Linked DNA regions of Mus musculus: region 2 is linked to region 1. The links are chromatin contacts, called in public HiChIP or PLAC-seq maps. All regions are on one chromosome and are shown on one strand. Each heading gives the region's core, a stretch centred on a gene start, on an enhancer-like site or on the middle of the called end of the contact. The rest is flanking DNA. Distances are from core to core; before and after follow the strand shown.

What was found. HiChIP or PLAC-seq counts read pairs in DNA pulled down with a chosen protein or histone mark.
Region 2: a FOXA1 HiChIP or PLAC-seq map of pancreatic cancer cells shows a contact between it and region 1. The contact joins two enhancer-like sites. A contact is called at or near these places in 3 of 39 promoter capture datasets (embryonic stem cells, hippocampal neurons and pre-B cells), 1 of 115 datasets of contacts at active chromatin or transcription factors (pancreatic cancer cells) and 1 of 9 other capture datasets (adipose tissue).

The regions. Positions count from the first base shown.
Region 1 is chr2:118,519,487-118,523,357 of GRCm38.p6, forward strand. No RefSeq gene overlaps it. Among named protein-coding and RNA genes, the nearest start is that of Gm32684, 23 kb to the left of the region's middle. Within about 2 kb of position 1,270, at least 195 of the 459 cell types and tissues checked have an H3K27ac peak or open chromatin away from gene starts, as enhancers often do. A contact at or near this core is called in pancreatic cancer cells, where this site is marked.
Region 2 is chr2:118,836,287-118,840,507 of GRCm38.p6, forward strand. It overlaps Gm39913 (a long non-coding RNA gene), which reads right to left. Exons shown (of 2, transcript XR_866660.2): 2 at 1,104-1,378. It also overlaps a transcript of Knstrn not described here. Among named protein-coding and RNA genes, the nearest start is that of Gm39913, 23 kb to the right of the region's middle. Within about 2 kb of position 1,500, at least 18 of the 459 cell types and tissues checked have an H3K27ac peak or open chromatin away from gene starts, as enhancers often do. A contact at or near this core is called in pancreatic cancer cells, where this site is marked.

The DNA.
Region 1 (3,871 bases), core at 20-2,519:
CCAGACGTTTCTAGAAGCCTCCACAGTTCAGGTCATTTCCCTACGCCAGGAAAGAGAACTTTCTTTCCTACTGTTAGTAACAAACAAACCAAACAAAGGGCATTGCTCATTAACTCATTATGTACACACGCGAGCGCACACACACATTCATACACATTCACACAAACACACAGATACACTTATACACACTCACACACACACACATATACATACACAAACACTCATATCCACACTTACACAAAAGAAAACAAAAACTTATTATTCTTTAAAGAAAGAAAGAAAGAAAGAAAGAAAGAAAGAAAGAAAGAAAGAAAGAAAGAAAGAAAGAAAGAAAGAAGAAAATATCACTTTCTTCAAGGGTTAAATAATGGGATCTCACTAGGAATATCCAGAAGGTTCTGTCTCTTTGCCCTGAAAACTCTGCTCATCCTTTTGTTTCTTGCAAGCTTTATCTTTGGCCCCTGGGGTCTCCTGTAAGAGATACTTTAGAAAACAGAGAAGTTGTGGCCAGCTGCTGGCTTCCTAGTATTTTCCCCTCTAAGGCATTTCCCTAAACTCCTTAAAGTCCCCCCTTTATACAAAGTGAGGATTTGTTCTCTCTACACAGACAGTCAAGAAGTCCCCCTAGAAAGCAGTTTTCGCTACTGTAGCTGTTTGGAATTGGCTCCACAGACGTAAACAGGGTCAACTGGGGCCAGAGAGGGTGGCTGTTTCGTTTTAAAGCTCTGGTTAAGAGTGAAAACATGTGACTCCAGCTCGGCCAGAAACAAGGCAGCCTTTGTGTACACTGCAGCAGAGCCAGCAAGTGTGAGTGAGTGGCAGTCCTGAGGCTACACACATGGGCAGGCACAGAAGGCTGGTTCAAAGGCTCTGGTGGGATGCTACTAGGGGCAGGTTAACTCTTTGTTGGAAGGTCTATGCGTTATTGAGGAGCCAAGCAGGTATTTCTTGGGGTGGGGGGCAAGACAGAGACAGAGAGACAGGGTAGGGGTGAGTGACCTTGCAAAGGGACACAGTATCCCTATACCCAGCTAAGAGGCAGCCCAAAGCCATTAGAGAAATGTCTGGGGTGGTTTGAAAGATTAACCACAGCATGCCCTTGTCTTCACATGTAAACACTGCAGGCTAGCCCATTCCCAGCATCCCCTTAGCTCGCCCTCTGCTCCTGCATGGCTGGGGACCTGGAGAAGACCTCAGGACAGGCCTAGCCACTCCTTGATTCTTCCCAGGAGTGGAAGGGTGATTGTTGGCAAGCCACTGCCAGACGAAGTGTCAGTCCACTGACTCAGCCTACCCTGGCTGCACCCTCAGGCACCAGCAGCCATGTGCACTGGGCTTCACCAAGGTAGAAAGGACCCTTGAAAACTCTGCCTGTGACCTCCCACACAAGGCAGGTGGCCCGCCATCCTGTGCTGCTGATAGCTGCTTACTGCTCCCGTGGCTAGTGTGCCCTTCCCCCAGCTGCATCTCAGCCCAGAACTCCAAGCCCTCTTGCTTGGAGCCTTGTGGCACCAGGAAGAAAGGAAACAGCTTAGTTTTGTCATACAAATCCCGGGCTCCTGGACTATATAGGGAGAAGGGAAGATGGTGGTGATGGTCTTATTGAACACCACACCATTAGCACTTATGAGGTTACTCTCAGGATGAGTTTTCATTGCCTTTTTCTAGAGATTTCTGAACTCCTGGTCAGAGTCAAGGTCTTTGCTAGGGGGTGGAGCTATGGTGAGGAATGAGACCAGTTATCACAGGTCCCATCAGGCCCCTCCAGGGCCCTCTTGTCTATCTAGGTATGTCCAGAGCCACTCACCCAACCATAGCTATTGGTGATCAAGAAAATAGTACCTAGCTGGGCACAGTGATAGACACCTTTAATCCCAACATTCAGGAGGCAAAGGGTGGTGGGTATCTGAGTTCAAAGCCAGCCGGGTCTATATAGTGAGTTCTAGGACAGCCAGAGCTCCATAATGAGACCTTGTCTTAAACACTGTCCCCAAAGGAGAATGGTGTCAGACGTTAGAGAGATGACTTACTAGTTGGAGGTACATGCTTCTCTCGCAGGTGATCCAGGTTCTGTTCCAAGCACCTACAAAACTCCAGTTCTAGGGGAGCTGGTGCCCTCTTCTGGCTCCTGTATACTAGGCACATACCAGTGCACATACATTACACAGAATAAAAGAGATAAATTTGGAAAGGAAAGAGGGGAGGGGGAAGGAAAGGGGGAGGAGAGAGAGAGAGAGAGAGAGAGAGAGAGAGAGAGAGAGAGAGAGAGAGAGAGAGAGAGAGAGAGAGAGCCATCACTCTTTTCTTTGGGGAAGGATCATTGAAGTTTCATGCTTGGAATGGCCAGCTGTGGGACATTGACTGGATCCTGGCCCTGGTGTCAGCAAAGAGACTTCTTCCTAGCTTTGATCTTACCAGACTTGGGGGCTGGAAGGTTCTCTGTGATTCTGTTTAAAATAATGCCCATTTCACTCGAGTATATTCACATTTTTTCAGAGCTTCTGAAATTGGTGCCTGGGGCTCATCGGCACTTGGTAAATGTGTGTTAGAAATGAGGTGACCACCAGGCATTGAACCTTCTCCACTTCAAAGTCAGAATCATCGGGCATAACCCTGGGCTCACTCGGGTGACAAACAAGAAACTTATATCAGGGACACGCAGACCTCCTGGCCTCTGCCTGTACCTGCTATGGGTCTCCCATAGCCTCAGGCCATGTTTTCCTATACTTTCAAGGTCTGATTAGTTCCCAGACACTAATTTAGGATGAGCCTTGAAACAACATGATCAGAACTTCCTTGCTGTGTTTATGGGAAGGCACCCCTCTTTAAGTTGGATAAGAGTGCTATAAAGACTGGCCACAAATACCCTGTCTGGACTGGAGTCGTGGCTTCTGAAAGAACCAGCCCATTGTCATGGCTTTGGTCTCTGAGTGTGTGGACAGGAAGTGTGGGCCCCTTACATCAGGAATGCAGTCTGATAAACACAAGTCTCCAGTGATTGCACAATTCTCCTTCACGGTACACAGAGGGTGAGGCACACAGGATGCAGAAGCAACATCTCTCAGTGTGGATAAAGGGAAGGATGGAATGAAGAAGGTTTCCTTGTGCTTCTAAGCCTCTGTGGTGCTTTTTTTTAGGCTTGTTGCTTTACAATAAGGTAGTCTTTATTATGTGTAAAAATCTCTCTTAGCTGGGCACAGTGGTGAAGGACTTTAATCCCAGCACTCAGGAGGAAGAATTCCAGGCCAGTCAGGGCCATGGCAAGACCTGTTTCAAAACAACAACAGAACCGTGTGTGTGTGTGTGTGTGTGTGTGTGTGTGTGTGTGTGTGAGAGAGAGAGACAGACAGACAGACAGACAGACAGACAGACAGACAGACAGACAGAGACAGAGAGAATCTCACTAAGTGTTGTCTCAATCCATTTACCTCAGCCTTCCCAGTGCTGGAATTACAGGTTCACACCAGCCATGCCCCCAGCTAATTGCCTGAAATTTTATATATAAATCCTTGAGTTTAGACACACTCTGTGTCTTTTTCCTGGGGAGATGATCAATATTTTGTTTTAGTACAAACAAAAGAATGCAAGACTCTTCCACCCTCAAAGAAACCAATGGACAAAACAGTGGACAAATAAGCCTAGTCCTACCCACTGACAGATGAGGACGCCCAGTGCCAGAGAGGTCCTTCCCCAAGTCACCAGTTAGGGATGGAGTCATCTTACACATTGAACCTCCTCCGTCCTGGCCAGGTGGCTTTCCCAATGTTCCACACCACCTAGTCTTCTTGAAAGGTCTGATCTTCAGGGCAGGAACCATGTAGCTTGTTTTGGATCAGTGCCCTGGGCTTAGGGTAGTTCCTTGTCTCTGTGG
Region 2 (4,221 bases), core at 250-2,749, 320 kb after region 1:
ATATTCCCTCAGCATCCCTCTCTCTGCCCAGATCTGCCTTCCACTTCTTGCCCAGCTATTGCCTGTCAGCTCTTTATTAGAACCAGTTAGATACAATTCTAGATTGCCTTAGGCATGTGAGGAAGAATTACAAAATAGGAGACAGGTGATGGGTCACAGACATAACAATACTAAGATGCTGCCAGCATTTAGCTCTGCTCATACAGGCTGGCCTCAAACTCAAAGATCCTCCTGCCTCTGCCTGGGATTAAAGGTGTGCAGCACCATACCTGGTCTCACTCTTATTCTTCAATTAACATACAAAATAATGACCTCACTTTGATATTTTCATGTATCTCACATTTTAAATTTTGTGATATATATCCAAATCCAATTCTATTTTGCATAAAATGGGATGAATCCAACCAGTCAACATGTGACTTAGACCATGTGGAAAGGGACTCACCAAACCTGTAAGAACACACAGGCATTATTTCTCTTAAGCTTAACTGACTCTGCTTTTCCACTGCACTGGTTTTAGAAGTTACACATATCCATTGGTGTCTTATCTCTGTCACAGAACATAGAGGGCAGAGTAGGTTGGTCAAAACAAACTCCTAGAAGGTTTTCTGCTTTCCATTCTTCCAGCCAGAGATCTGTGAATGTGCAGGAATCACACTGGCCCCAACTATCATCCCTCATAAGTAAATCAACCTGGCGTCAACACAGGGTAAAGCTGCAAGGGACGTGCTTTACTGAGACCTGCTACCCGCCAGCTACAGCACTTGTAGCCCAGTACTCTGCCGCCTTATAGCCCAGGCTTTCCCACTGGGTTTTTCCAGCTTTGCCTCCAGCCACAGTCCTGACTGAGCATGCCCACTGCCTTCCCCTGTGTGTATATCACTTTGGCGCTTACACTCAGATTAAACCATCTTTAAAATGACACTTCAAAAGACTTCTCATGGACTTTCAGGGCTTGAGGGGTGGGAGAGATGAAAGTATTCACTGGTAAAGTATGTGTTCAGTATGCACAAGGCCCTGGAATCGATCCCCAGCAACCCACACACCGTTTTCCCTTATAAACCCAAATGAAACCTCTGATGAAAAAAGGAAAGATGCAGGAGGCCAGGCTAGGGATGTAGTTTAGTTGGTAAAATTCTTAATAACATACATGAAGCCCCAGGTTCAATCCCAAACATTGCATAAAATCAGGCTTAGTAGTGAGATCATGCCTGCCGCTAATCAATCCCAGGAGCTGGAGGCAGGAGGACTGAGAGTTCAAGATCCTGCTCAGCAGGGCTGGAGATGACACGGCAGTGAAGAGACCTCTTTCAGAAGACCAGTGTTTACCTCCAGCATCTGTCACACCAGTTCCGGGGATCCAATGACCTCTTAGCTTCTGAGGAAACACACACAAATAATAAACTTTTGAAAAAAAAAATTCACCCTCAACTACAGAGCAGGAGTACAGTGTCAGGGTTTTGTTTTGTGGTTTTAAGGGGAACAGAATTACAGGAGGCCATTGTTTCAAAACTATCTGAAAAGCCAGGTTAAAAATAGAGACTGCCCCACCCAGGGATCCATCCCATTAAACAAACACCAAATCCAGACACTGTTGCATATGTCAACAAGATTTGGTGACAGGACCCTGATATAGCTCTCTTTTGTGAGGCTGTGCCAGTGCCTGGCAAATACAGAAGTGGATGCTCACAGTCATCTATTGGATGGAACACAGGGCCCCTAATGGAGGAGCTAGAGAAAGTACTCAAGGAGCTGAAGGGGTCTGCAACCCTATAGGAGAACAACAATATGAACTAACCAGTACCCCCCAGAGCTGTGTCTCTAGCTGCATATGTAGCCAAGGATGGCCTAGTTGGCCATCAATGGGAGGAGAGGCCCTTGGTCTTGCAAAGATTATATGCCCCAGTGCAGGGGAATGCCAGGGCCAGGAAGCAAGAGTGGGTGGGTTGGAGAGCAGGGCGGGGTGGGGTATAGAGGACTTTCAGAGAGGAAACTAGGAAAGAGGATAGCATTTGAAATGTAAATGAAGAAAATAATAATAAAAACCAAACGAGAATCAAAGTCACCAAGGTGAAACTAAAATGTCTACCTGCTCTTACCGATCTGAATTAAAGTGGAAACAGCCAAAAATCTCCCAGACTTGCCTACTTGATAAAAAGTTTTGTCTTAATCCTTAACACAAAAGGAGTTAACAGGAAGCTAGCTTTCCTGCAGCAAGCAGTTGCTTTCCTACTGTTCCTTATCTCTGTCCCCATCTTACAAGGAAACCAGCCAGCCTGCTTTTCAAAGCCCTTCTCCATTTATAAAACCTCATGGAGAGCCTCCGTGGATCCCTTGTAAGGTCTCCGGTCTTCCTCATGAAGCCCCAACAGTTCCTCGCTGTAAGTGGCTCCCCACTGGAGTGGATTCTCCTGCCTTTGCATTGAGCACACCACCCCAACATCATTGTGGTTTATGGGGTGCTAGGCATTTGCCTAGCATAGTCTATAATCTCAGCACCTGGGAAGTGGAAACAACAGAACCTAGGAGTTCAAAACCAGTCTGGGTCATGAGACCCATCCCCCCATCCACCCCCCCAAAAAGACCTGAGGCGAGATAGAAAGACAAAAGGACATTTAGAGACTTGAGAAGAAGAAAGCAGCCTTTTTTCTAGGTGACAAAGGAAAGTGAGGTCCAGTGACTCTCAGCTTGCCTGCTGTGACTCTAATACTGCTCCTCATGTTGTGGAGACTCCCAGCCATAGAATTATTTTGTCGCTACTGCATAACTAATTTTGTTAGTTATAAATCATAATGTATGTTTTCCTACGGTCTTGGTAATCTCTGTGAAAGGGATAGTTGACACCTGTTGACCCACAGGTTGAGAATCAGTGTCGCACAGTTTCATGGAAGCTTTCTCTTCTTCCTGGGGTGGGACTTTAACTCAGGAGTTAGGGGTACCAGAAGCCCATAGTCACACAAAACTTATACCCAACCACTGGAGGGAATCGGGACAGGCACTCAAAAAGTTGGAGGCAGGAGCTGATACAGCGGCTATGGAGGGGTACTGCTTCCTGGCTGGCTTCCCTATGGCTTGCTCAACCTGCCTTCTTACAGAATCCTGGACCACCAGGCCAGGGATGGCACCACCCACAATGGGCTGGGCCCTTCCCCATTGATCACAAATTGAGAGAATGCTCTACAGCTGGATCTCATGGAGGCATTTCCTCAACTGAGGCTCTTTCCTCTCTGATGACTCTAACTTGTGTCAAGTTGACACACAAAATCAGCCAGTACATGGAACATTTTGATAAAGCTTTGATAATAACCAAACACTTTTTAATCTCAGTTTTATTAAGATTCAGTTTCCCAAGTAGTTATATTGATTAAACACAGTTTTTACTAGACTTTATTTGGTAAATGTTACCAAGAGAAAAATCAATAAGAGAAATCTGTTGATTTCAATAACAATTTGTCATTAATGTGCTGAACTTTGACTTTAGATATTTTAATGTCACTCATTACCGTCTCCAAGTCTCAGCTATCACATCCCTTATATAACTTATTCAGACATTTCGTGACGTGTGTAGGCTTTCTAGCTTTGTTTTATTTTTATTTTTCTGGAAGAATCTAGGATCTTTATCTTTAGGATAAAGTCTTACCATTCAGAAATCCTTATTTACCAAAACTATCTTTATTCCTACATCCTTGTAACACTTTTTCTTCTACTTGCTGGCCCCCTTTTGTTTCATTTCCTTTTTTGGAATTATAAGACATAGTAACAATGCATTTACCATCATATTAGAAGAGTGAGTCCAAACTACATGGCTTAATATAAATTAAGATTATCTGTATATACATTGTTAATTTATAGGCCTTTTTTCTGAGTATAATTAATATATATATATATATATACACACACACATATATATACATATATAAGTACAATAAGTATAACTTATTAAGCAAAAGTACAATAAGTAAATAGCAAGTCACAGGTAGACAGCAAAGTATCAGATCAGCAAGCCAACTGAGGAAACCCTGCTCAAACCATCATGCTGGTATTACCACTTGAGAGATGTCCAGGCAGAAGGCGTCTTGCATCCTCTCATCTGATGCATCCCATCATAGCTATTCCCATGACAGGCATTTTTATATGATGGGATAACAATAGTAGACTCTGTGGGAATGCTTTACCGTTTAGCTGTTCTCAAGGACACAGTGCAGCTTGGGCTGCTTGTTG